2 separate regions of the Mus musculus genome follow, and region 2 is linked to region 1. The links are chromatin contacts, called in public promoter capture Hi-C maps. All regions are on one chromosome and are shown on one strand. Each heading gives the region's core, a stretch centred on a gene start, on an enhancer-like site or on the middle of the called end of the contact. The rest is flanking DNA. Distances are from core to core; before and after follow the strand shown.

What was found. Promoter capture Hi-C pulls out the DNA fragments that hold promoters and counts their contacts.
Region 2: a contact with region 1 is called in a promoter capture Hi-C map of liver, with 8 times the contacts expected there. The contact joins two enhancer-like sites. A contact is called at or near these places in 4 of 39 promoter capture datasets (hematopoietic stem and progenitor cells, hippocampal neurons and liver) and 9 of 115 datasets of contacts at active chromatin or transcription factors (the NIH/3T3 cell line, cardiomyocytes, embryonic forebrain and 3 more).

The regions. Positions count from the first base shown.
Region 1 is chr10:91,175,595-91,180,412 of GRCm38.p6, reverse strand. It overlaps a transcript of Tmpo not described here. Among named protein-coding and RNA genes, the nearest start is that of n-TWcca2, 3.5 kb to the left of the region's middle. Within about 2 kb of position 2,957, at least 21 of the 459 cell types and tissues checked have an H3K27ac peak or open chromatin away from gene starts, as enhancers often do. A contact at or near this core is called in liver, where this site is marked.
Region 2 is chr10:93,212,114-93,216,931 of GRCm38.p6, reverse strand. Cdk17 (cyclin-dependent kinase 17) reads right to left here. Exons shown (of 17, transcript NM_146239.2): 4 at 456-589. Among named protein-coding and RNA genes, the nearest start is that of Mir1931, 52 kb to the right of the region's middle. Within about 2 kb of position 2,496, at least 38 of the 459 cell types and tissues checked have an H3K27ac peak or open chromatin away from gene starts, as enhancers often do. A contact at or near this core is called in liver, where this site is marked.

The DNA.
Region 1 (4,818 bases), core at 1,708-4,207:
AGGCTTTGATTCACGACTTTGACCAGATCACAAAGAACATAAAACATGGCCTGGACTTTTTCTGGACTGCACCCTGAGAATAAGAGAAGATAAAGCTGGAGGTCTGGTTTACCATACAAGTTAAGAGGACTGAATAAAGCCCAGAATAGCAAAATACCATCTAGGCCATAAAGTAGCAGTGTTCTGTTTTCTGTTGTGGTTGTGTTGCTGTAATAAAACGCTCTGACTGAAAGCAATTTGGGGAAGGAAAGGGTTTATTTCAACTTACAACTTACAGTCAGTGATTGGGGAAAATCAGGGCAGGAACTCAAGGGAGGAACTTGAAGCAAAACTACAGAGAAACGCTGCTTGCTGGAGTCCTCAGGTTCATGCTTAGATTTCTTACACAGCCCAGGACCACCTGCCTAGGGAATGGAACCACCAACAGTGGGCCTGGGCTGCCCTCAATCCCTTACCAAGGTAGTTCATCCCAGCCAGTTCCATAGGCTAGTGTGATTCAGGCAGTTCCTCACTGGGTGAGACTCTCCTCTCAGATGATTCTAGGCTTTGTGGAATTGACAAAGCTAACTTGGCAATGTATGTACCTGACTACTTTTGTTTGCTTGCTTGCTTGCTTGTTTGTTTGTTTGTTTGAGACAGGATCACACTGTGGCTCTGGCTATCTTGGAACTAACTCTCTGTGTAGACCAGGCTGGCCTCAAACTCACATATCTACCTGCCTATGCCTCCAGAATGCTGGGATTAAAGGGATGTGCCACACTTGGCCAATTATTCTCCTCTGCTAAAATTTCCACTCAACAGTCGCAGCTGTCCCGTCCCCGTCCCCGTCCCCCCCCCCCCCCCGTCCCCCACAAAAGTTGGGTCTGTGTAGTTTCTTAGAATGGCTAATTGGATGATAGTATAATTTTTAATTTAGAGCAATCTAACACTGCTTTTTTGTTTTGTTTTTTGGGTTTTGGCTTTTTCGAGACAGAGTTTCTCTGTGTAGCCCTGGCTGTCCTGGAACTCACTTTGTAGACCAGGCTGGCCTCGAACTCAGAAATCCGCCTGCCTCTGCCTCCCGAGTGCTGGGATTAAAGGCGTGCACCACCACCATGCCTGGCCTAACACTGCATTTTAACTAGTTTTGATTTATTATATAGGGATGACGTGGAGAGAAACTCAAAAACACTAAATTCAAACTTCCATATTTGAGTCTTAAGTCACATTTATTTATTTGTTTGTTTGTTTATTTATTTGTAAGATTTATTTGTGTATGGTGGGGAGCGTGCCTTTGGTGACATAGAGGGCTTCAAGACGCCTCCATCTGAAGGAACAGGCTGTGCAATGCTTCACATGGATTCTGGAAGAACATCAAGCACTCTTAACCACTGAGCCATCTCTCCGACCCCTGAATTTTCATGTACTAGCTTTCTGGCATTGTGCTTGTTCATTAAAAAAAAAAGTCTATTATTATTTATCCTAAAAAGGGATTTATCTTCTAATACAGTATAATCTGGTTATATGTTCACCTAATTAATAACCTTTCTTCTGAGATTATTTTTAAGTCAATTACTTTAAACAGATACTCTCTGGATGAGTTGATTAAACATTTTTTTTTTTAATGTGCAACATTGAAGACATACTTTGAATACTGATTAGCTAAGTGGGCCTTTAATTTTTCAGGGTTTTTTTTGGGGGGGGGGCAGCGTGGGTGGAGGAGGTTAGATTTTATTTGTTGGTTGGTTGGTTTTCCTCTGCCTGCCTCAGCCTCCTGCTGGTCTTCCTGGTATATCTTTACCACTCTCAGTTCTCATACAAATTTAGTTTTCTTTTTAATTAACATGTCTGTTTATTTGGGGGTGGGAGGTGCTGGAGAAAGTGAACAGGGGCCTGTGGGAATCAGGTCTCTCTTTTTACCACAGGAGTCCCAGGGATTGAACTTGGGCTATCAGGCTTGGCACTCAGTGCCTGTACCCCTTAAGGTACCCTACCAGCCCTCTCACAGTAATTTAAAAGAAAAATGCTCATGATTTAAATCCATATATGTACACAGTAGAAATATTGGAAAAATATAGAAAAGGAAGAAAATAACTCATCCGTGTCTCACTGCCCAGCAGGACTGCTTTATTTTGTTAGGGGCGTGAGCAATTTCGTGCCATTGGAGGTCAGAGGACAGTGGACCTCTCCCCAGCTCTCCCCTTCCATCTTGAGGGTTCTAGGCATGTAGCCCTGGCTGTCCTGGAACTCACTCTGTAGACCATGCTTGAACTAACAGATCTGCCTGCCTCTGCCTCCAGAGTGCTGGGATTAGAGGCGTGCGCCACCACAGCTGGGCCTGCCCTGCCATCTTGGTGCTCCCTCTCCCTCAGTGGAAGAACTACGAAGGTTATGGTCAGTACTAATCTAGTACTTGGTCCTGATGTGACGTGTCCCCAAGGCCCGTATGTTGGAAGCTCGGTCCACAGCTGCTGATCCCATTGAAAGCACTAACTCCATCGGTGGGGTTAGCCCATAGTTCACTTCAGACTGAATGGGTTAGTAGGTCGTAGGGCCTAGCAGATGGATGTATAGGAGATTTGTTGTTCTTTACATTTATTTTATGTATTAGAATGTTTTGCTTGCATGTAGACTTGTAATGACACTTGTTCCTGGTGTCCTCAGAAATCAGAAGAGGGTGCCCTGGAACTGCGGTTAAGAACGGTTGTAAGCTTCTGTGTGGGTGCTAGGGGATGAGCCCAGGCTCTACAAAAACTCTTAGCCGCTGAGCTTTCTCCAGCCCCCGATGGGTATATGTTGTCCCTGCTGGTTTCCTGTCTCTCTGCTTTTTGGCTGCCATGAGGTGAGAGTTTTCCTCCACCATGCCTTTCTGTGATAATGTTTCTGCCTTGTCACTGGCCAAACAGAGATGGAGCCAGCTCTTCAGAGAGAAAGCTCTGAAAGTGTGAGGCAACATGAACCTTTCAAGTCCTACACGGATTTGCTCAGATAAAAGGTCAAGGTGACAGCAAGTGACTAATGTTGGGTTTCAGACAGGGACAGGCAACCACGGTGCATATTTAACATACCAAATCGGACCTGGCCTCCAGGTTCTCCCAGCATCCCTTAGTCCCCACCTGTTACAGGACACAGCTGGCTGATGTACCCACCCACCCTCTACCCTGAACTTCCCAGCCCAGGGACTGCATTCCCTCCCCTCTGCCTGCCTCCCCCCCTCCCCGCCCCCCCACCTTGTGTGCTTTCTCTCTTTCTCTTCTCCTGCATGTTGACTCCACTGATACCCTCTTGCGTGGTCGGTGAACTTGCTGCCCCCAGTGAACCCGTCTTTATACTTTAATTTGGCTTGAATTGGCTCATTTCATAGGAGAATGCCTACCAACTTTTCAAAATTATATCTATATAGATAATTTTTTTTTTTTTTTTAGTTTTTAAAACTGTGTGTCTGTGGATTTGTGTGTGTGAGTACTTACCTACAGAGATCAGAAGAGGATACCAGGTTCCTGGAAATTGGAGTAGCAGGCAGTTGTAAGCTGCCAGATACAGATGCTGGGAACTGAACTCCAGCCCTCTGAAAGAGCAGCAGGTTGTTCTTAATTGCTGAACCTTTATTTATTTATTTATTTATTTATTTATTTATTTATTGTTGTTATGTATGCATATGCCTGCTGTGGAGGGCACAGAGAGGTCAGAGAACAGCAGTGGAGTCAGATCTCTTCTTCCACCCTTGTTAGTTCTGCAAGGAGACCCACTGAGCTATCCCTCCAGATTGCTTGAGTCTCTTGATACTGGCTATGTAGCCTAGGCTGGCCTTGAACTCACAGCCTTCCAAGTGTGAAAATTACAAGCATGTAAAAATGTGCCACCATTCCCTTCCCTGAGACAGGGTTTCACTGTGTAGCTCTGGCTGTCCTGGAACTCAATATGTAGATCAGGCTGGCTTCAAACTCAGAGATCCACTAGCCTCTATTTCCTGACTGCTGAGATTAAAGGCATGAAGCACCACACACATTCTCTCTCTCTCTCCTCACTCCCTCTCTCCCTCTATCCCTCTGTCCCTCTCCCTCTCTCTCCCTCTCCCTCTCTTTCTCTCTCTCTCTGTGTATGTATGTGTGTTTTGATTGGTTGTTTTTTGTTTCTTTGTTTGTTTGTTTGTTTGTTTGTTTTTGAGACAGGGTTTCTCTTTGTATAGCTTTGGCTGTCCTCTAACTCACTCTGTAGACCAGGCTGGCCTCAAACTCACAGAGATCTATCTGCGTCTGCTTCCCAAGTCCTGTGATCAAAAATGTGTGCCACCCACCGCCTAGCACATACTCTCAAGTAAATGTCAACTTTTTTTTTTTTTATGGCTATGCAGCATTTCTTCATATGGCTATGTCATAATGTTTTTGTTACAGTTTAAATCTGGGAAGTCCATCACAGCTAGTTTTGAGGCTTGGGCCTGTCTGTGGTGACTCTCTGAAGACTCTGAAGTCTGTGGGAGATAGAACATGGTGGCAGAAATAAGCCCTTAGAGAGGAGTAATGTAATACCCTTAAATCTGCAACCAATCCTATGTAAAACAGTTTTTAAAAAGTCAGGTGCAAGTTAATGGTATGAGAAAAGAGGTAGTTAGTCAAATAATTGAAAAAAAATTTTTTGTGGGAATGGGAATACGGTTAAATGGTATGTAGGCACAGAACCTCAATTAAACCAATGTCAACAGAAAATAAGCAAGAAAAGATTTCTGACAAAATAATTGCACCAGATCTTTCCTCTTTAAACCTTCCCATTAACTAAAATATTTTTCTGCCGATTCTCAAGGCTTTTGGCATCACTTGTATTTTAAGATTTTTCTTAAAT
Region 2 (4,818 bases), core at 1,247-3,746, 2.0 Mb before region 1:
CCCTTAAAGCATCCATATATAAACTATATGAAGTGCTCAGATGAGCACCGTAAAGGTGTGATTAAGAAAAGGTTTTCTAGCCGGGCAGTGGTGGCACACACCTTTAATCCCAGCACTTGGGAGGCAGAGGCAGGTGGATTTCTGAGTTCGAGGCCAGCCTGGTCTACAGAGTGAGTTCCAGGACAGCCAGGGCTACACAGAGAAACCCTGTCTCAAAAAACAAAAAAAAAGGAAAGGTTTTCTGCAGAATGTGAACTGTAATTAATGTATACTTGCCTTGGGATAATTAGGGAAAAAAAAAACAACAACATTCAGACCACAGCTCACCAAGGCAAAGAAACAGCTCTTGTGTGAGTTCCATTTGCCTTCATGATGCTTCAAACAAGCATTGCATGTTCCTTTACAAACACAAATATTCACACAATGGTTGCGTTTCCACTTTCTTAACTGGTTACCTCCATTGAGATCCGTCTATGTATACGATTTCTGAGGCAAACACCTGTAGGTGACTGGACTTCATCAGATGATGTCCCAGAAGCTTGGTCACTCTCACCATCTGATCCCATCTTCAGATTTTCATGAACAATATCTATATCAGAAAAGGAGGCACTGTTTACCTTTAAAGGTCAGATCTTACTAAACAGTACACTTCATTATCATTACAAGTAAAATAGAGATATCAACAAACACAAATCACAGTGTTGAAAGTCGTCTATGCTCGAGATCCACAGGCATGTAAGCAGTTACCAGATCAGAACATAAATGCCTTACCAGAAAGATAAATCTCAGGCCAGCTGTGCTGGTTGTTTTGGGTCAACCTGACACAAGCTAGAGTCATCTGAGAAGAAGGAAAAGTCAACTGAGAAAACGACACCATCAGACTGCCTACAGGCAAGCTTGTGGGAATTTTCTCCATTAATGATTGACATGAAAGAACCCAGCTATTATGGGTCCTTATTTGTATAAGAAAGCAGGCTGAGCAAGCCAGTAAGTAAGGTTCCTCTCCATGGTCTCTGCCTCAGTTCCTGGCTCCAGGTTCCTGCCCTGCTTGAGTTCCTGCCCAAGTTTCCCTCAAAGACGTACTGTGACAAAGATGTGTAAGCCAAGGGGTTTCTCCCCAAGTTGATTATGTTGTTCCTTACAGCAATAGAAAGCAAACTAATAGAAAAATCAGCACCAGCATTGTGGGCTACTGTTGTGACAGACCTGACTGTGTTGTTTTGGGAAAAGATTGTAGCAATGCTTGAAACTTTTGAGCTGGAAGTGCCATTAGTGCTGGCAGCTTAACAGGCTGCTCAGTGGAAACATGCTGGAGGTAAGATGCTGGGAGCAACACAGATGGTGGAGGCCTGGCTCATGCAGGGCCGGAAGGAAGCAGACACTCTATCAGGCTTCTCTTAGACTCTGATGGACAGTCTGTGGCTTCTGGTCAGCTGAGAGTGAAAGGCAGCTGTGACTATGAAGAGACCTCAGCTCCACTGAGGTGAGATCTTCTGGGAAGCATTTCCTCAGGGTCACCACAATAAGCTGTGGACCAGAGGGAGCCAAAGCTTCGTCTCAAGCTGGCACCCAGTCTCGGTGATGTGTAAACGTCTCCCATGTGTTACTGGTTTGGGCAGCATGAAAGCTGCAGGATTGAAGGCGTAGCTGAGGCTTGGCACTCTAAGAGGCCAGGAGAGCCCACTGGTGGATGTGTCCCCTCAGCTGTGGTGTAGACCCCAGGATTGAAGGACTCCTGCAGAGATGCTGAGGCTCGGCACAATGTGAGTCCCTGAAGAGCAGCTAGCTGATGCCCTGCTGACTGTACAGCCAAGTTACAGTGGAGACTCCGAAATACTGGACAGTCCAGCACTGCGGGAAAACCACTAAGGATGGCATGTGTGGAACAGTATCAACCTGAGCCTGTGACATTAGCTGCTTATGCTGTGGACTGCACCAAAGGAAAGGTGGAGCCACTGGCGACCATGGGAGCCCAAGGACTGAGAGTGAATGAGTCCCAGAGGCTGAACATTTAGCTATGAGCTTTGATTTACACTGTTAGAGGATGGATTTCCTCTGATCTTATTGGAACTGTGCCATGCCTTTTCCCTCTTGGGACAAGAACTGTTTAACTTAAAAAAAAATTTTTTTACAGAAGCTCAAATTGAGAGACTTTGGAGTTTTAAGATACTTTAAAGACTGAATTTTTAAAAGGTGTTTGAATAGTTTTTAAAACTATGGAACTTTTAAAGATATATTATGTTTTAGAGTTACATAATAGTTATATTAGTATGCTTTCTTGGGGAAAACACTAAAGGAAAGGTTAGGGTTTAATAATGATGTGTCTGTCAAGGTGACAAGGGGTTAACTGTACTGATTAGTTTTTTGCCAACTTGACTCAAGTTAGAGTCACCTGGGAAAGTCAGTTGAGAAAATGACTCTAGCAGACTGCTCTGTAGGCAAAACATGTGTTGACCTTTTTTGGTTAATAATTGCTATGTGAGGACCCAACCGACTGTGGATGGTACCATTCCAGGCGGCCCTCAGCTGTATGAGAAAGCAAGCTGAGCAAGCCATGTGTAGCAAGGAAGGAAGCAGCGTCTGCCATGGTCTCTGCTTCAGTTGCTGTCTCCAGGTTCCTCCCTTGTTTTTCCTCCCTTCGTTTCCCCTTCAATGATGGACTGTGACAGGAATGTTTAAGTCAAAAAACAAGAACAAAAGAAAAAGAAAAAAATACCCTCTCAACAAATTGCTTTTGATCATGGTGTTTCTCATAGCAATACAGAGCAAACTATGGTATCAGCACTGTGGCACAAGCACTAGGGAGAGAGAGGCAGGAAAAGACATCTCTCCACATTTTCAAAGTATGAAAAATTCTATAAGGAAAGTAATTCAAGATATTGCCAAGAATTGAATAAAATTACAGACTTGACAGAGTTCTTGAAATTACTGTAACTTTGCCTATTTTCCAGATTCCAGGAGATAGAGACTTTAAAAATTAACCTACTTTTAGACCATGTAGCTTAGGCACACAGCTGGACTAGAAACCTGGTCTTTTGCTTCTTATGACTATTCTCTCATTAGATGTGTCAACAAGAAAATAGAGCTAACTCATAGAACAGTCTTTAAAATATTTACAAATCTGCTACCCACCAGTAGAAAGCCAGACGTGGTGGCACACCTGTAACTCTGGAACTAAGGCAGCAGGATGGAGCAGAGGCCAGCAAGAAGCTGTCTGGAGTTCCAAGCACTACTTGCTGAGTGTCTACTACAAAGCTAAGTTTGTGCTCTCTAACGTATCACAACCCTGCTGAGAGCCAGTGCACAAGTTCAAGACCTGCCTGGACAAACTGGGAACGCCTTGTAAGCTCAGTGACTCAGCACTTCTGAAGCAAGCCTTAATGAGGCAGCGGGTTTAGTTCCCCAGAACTAACAAGCAACCAGTAAGCAAACAGAACCGACCAGTCCTGCCCTACAAGGATGCCAAGCAAAGGTATCGTCCCAGATAGGAATAAACACTGAGTTCCACTGGACTCAGCCAGGAGAGCAGCCAGGGTAACAAGCACAGCTGTTTCTGCCTCCTTCCGAATACAGCGAGGTGAGAAAGTGAAGGCCCATGTCAGAGCTTCACTGTCTCCTTAGTGGGACAAAGGGCTTCGATGAAACGTGAAGTGTATCAGGATGCTTGCTTAGTCAAGCTTCTGCCACTTGCATGATGCACTGATAAATTTGATCAACATTACTAACGTCTTTAGTGTTCCTTTCTTAACTCGAGACCAAGAATCTCAAGAACAGATGCTTTTACGTTGCTCCTGAACTAAAAATGTTTCTTGCATTTTAAAAGGCTTACTACACACAGAAAAAGAATATGCAACAGACTCCAGTCCATAAAACCTAAAACATAACTCACTCTTGACTACACAGCCAACAAAATTACAAGCCAAGACCTGATTTCTTAAACATAAATACTCCCTCATGACTGACTTCAAATTATTGGCACAGTATTACTGGACAGGTGACACTGTCCAGAAAAATGCAATGGCACATTATTACACAGTGTTATCACTATTGACACATGATGCAAATAACATTACCTCAGAGAATAGATGACCGGGACAGGAAACCAACTGGAGGTAAGGACTCTGGAGTACTCATTAACTTTGGTTTTTACTTTAGCTTAACTCTAAACCTGTACAATATAAACTATAACAGTAGCTATGTTTAATAACCGACTGTAACCCACATCTCTCATGAACCAGCTTAAGACGACTCCAGCGCACCATTCTCTGTGCTGTGCCAGCAGGGATATCGGCACATTTCTCACAGATGAAGCCACACTGTAGAGAGGCTCACAGTCTTAAAATTAGGGAAAAGAACCAGGAAGTAGCCTACTGTGGCAATAAATAAAGGAAACAGAGGGATACAATATTCAGGAACTGTAGTAAATAGTCTATCTAATGGGACAATCAAACATCTATATTTAAAATGACTTCTAAATCAAAACATAATATACCACTACCAAAAAAGACATAAAATACATAAAAACTTGCAGGTATCTTTTCTGGATATTTCAAAAGCACATAATGGCAAAAGAATAAGCAGTCAGGTGATAATCTACTTCTTGTACTGCCAATATGCAGTAATTAACTGAAAAGCTACTGAAGCAGCACCCACTCTGCATGAACAGACAAGCAAACGTCATTCTCTGCGGTGTTAGCAGCCCTCATCTTTCTGCTACCCTTCCAGTCCTCACCTGGTCTCTACATGACTAGAGGAAATCTGACAATGACAGAGGCTGGCTTTGTTCATACAATGACACTCAGTGCACATGTCCTAGAA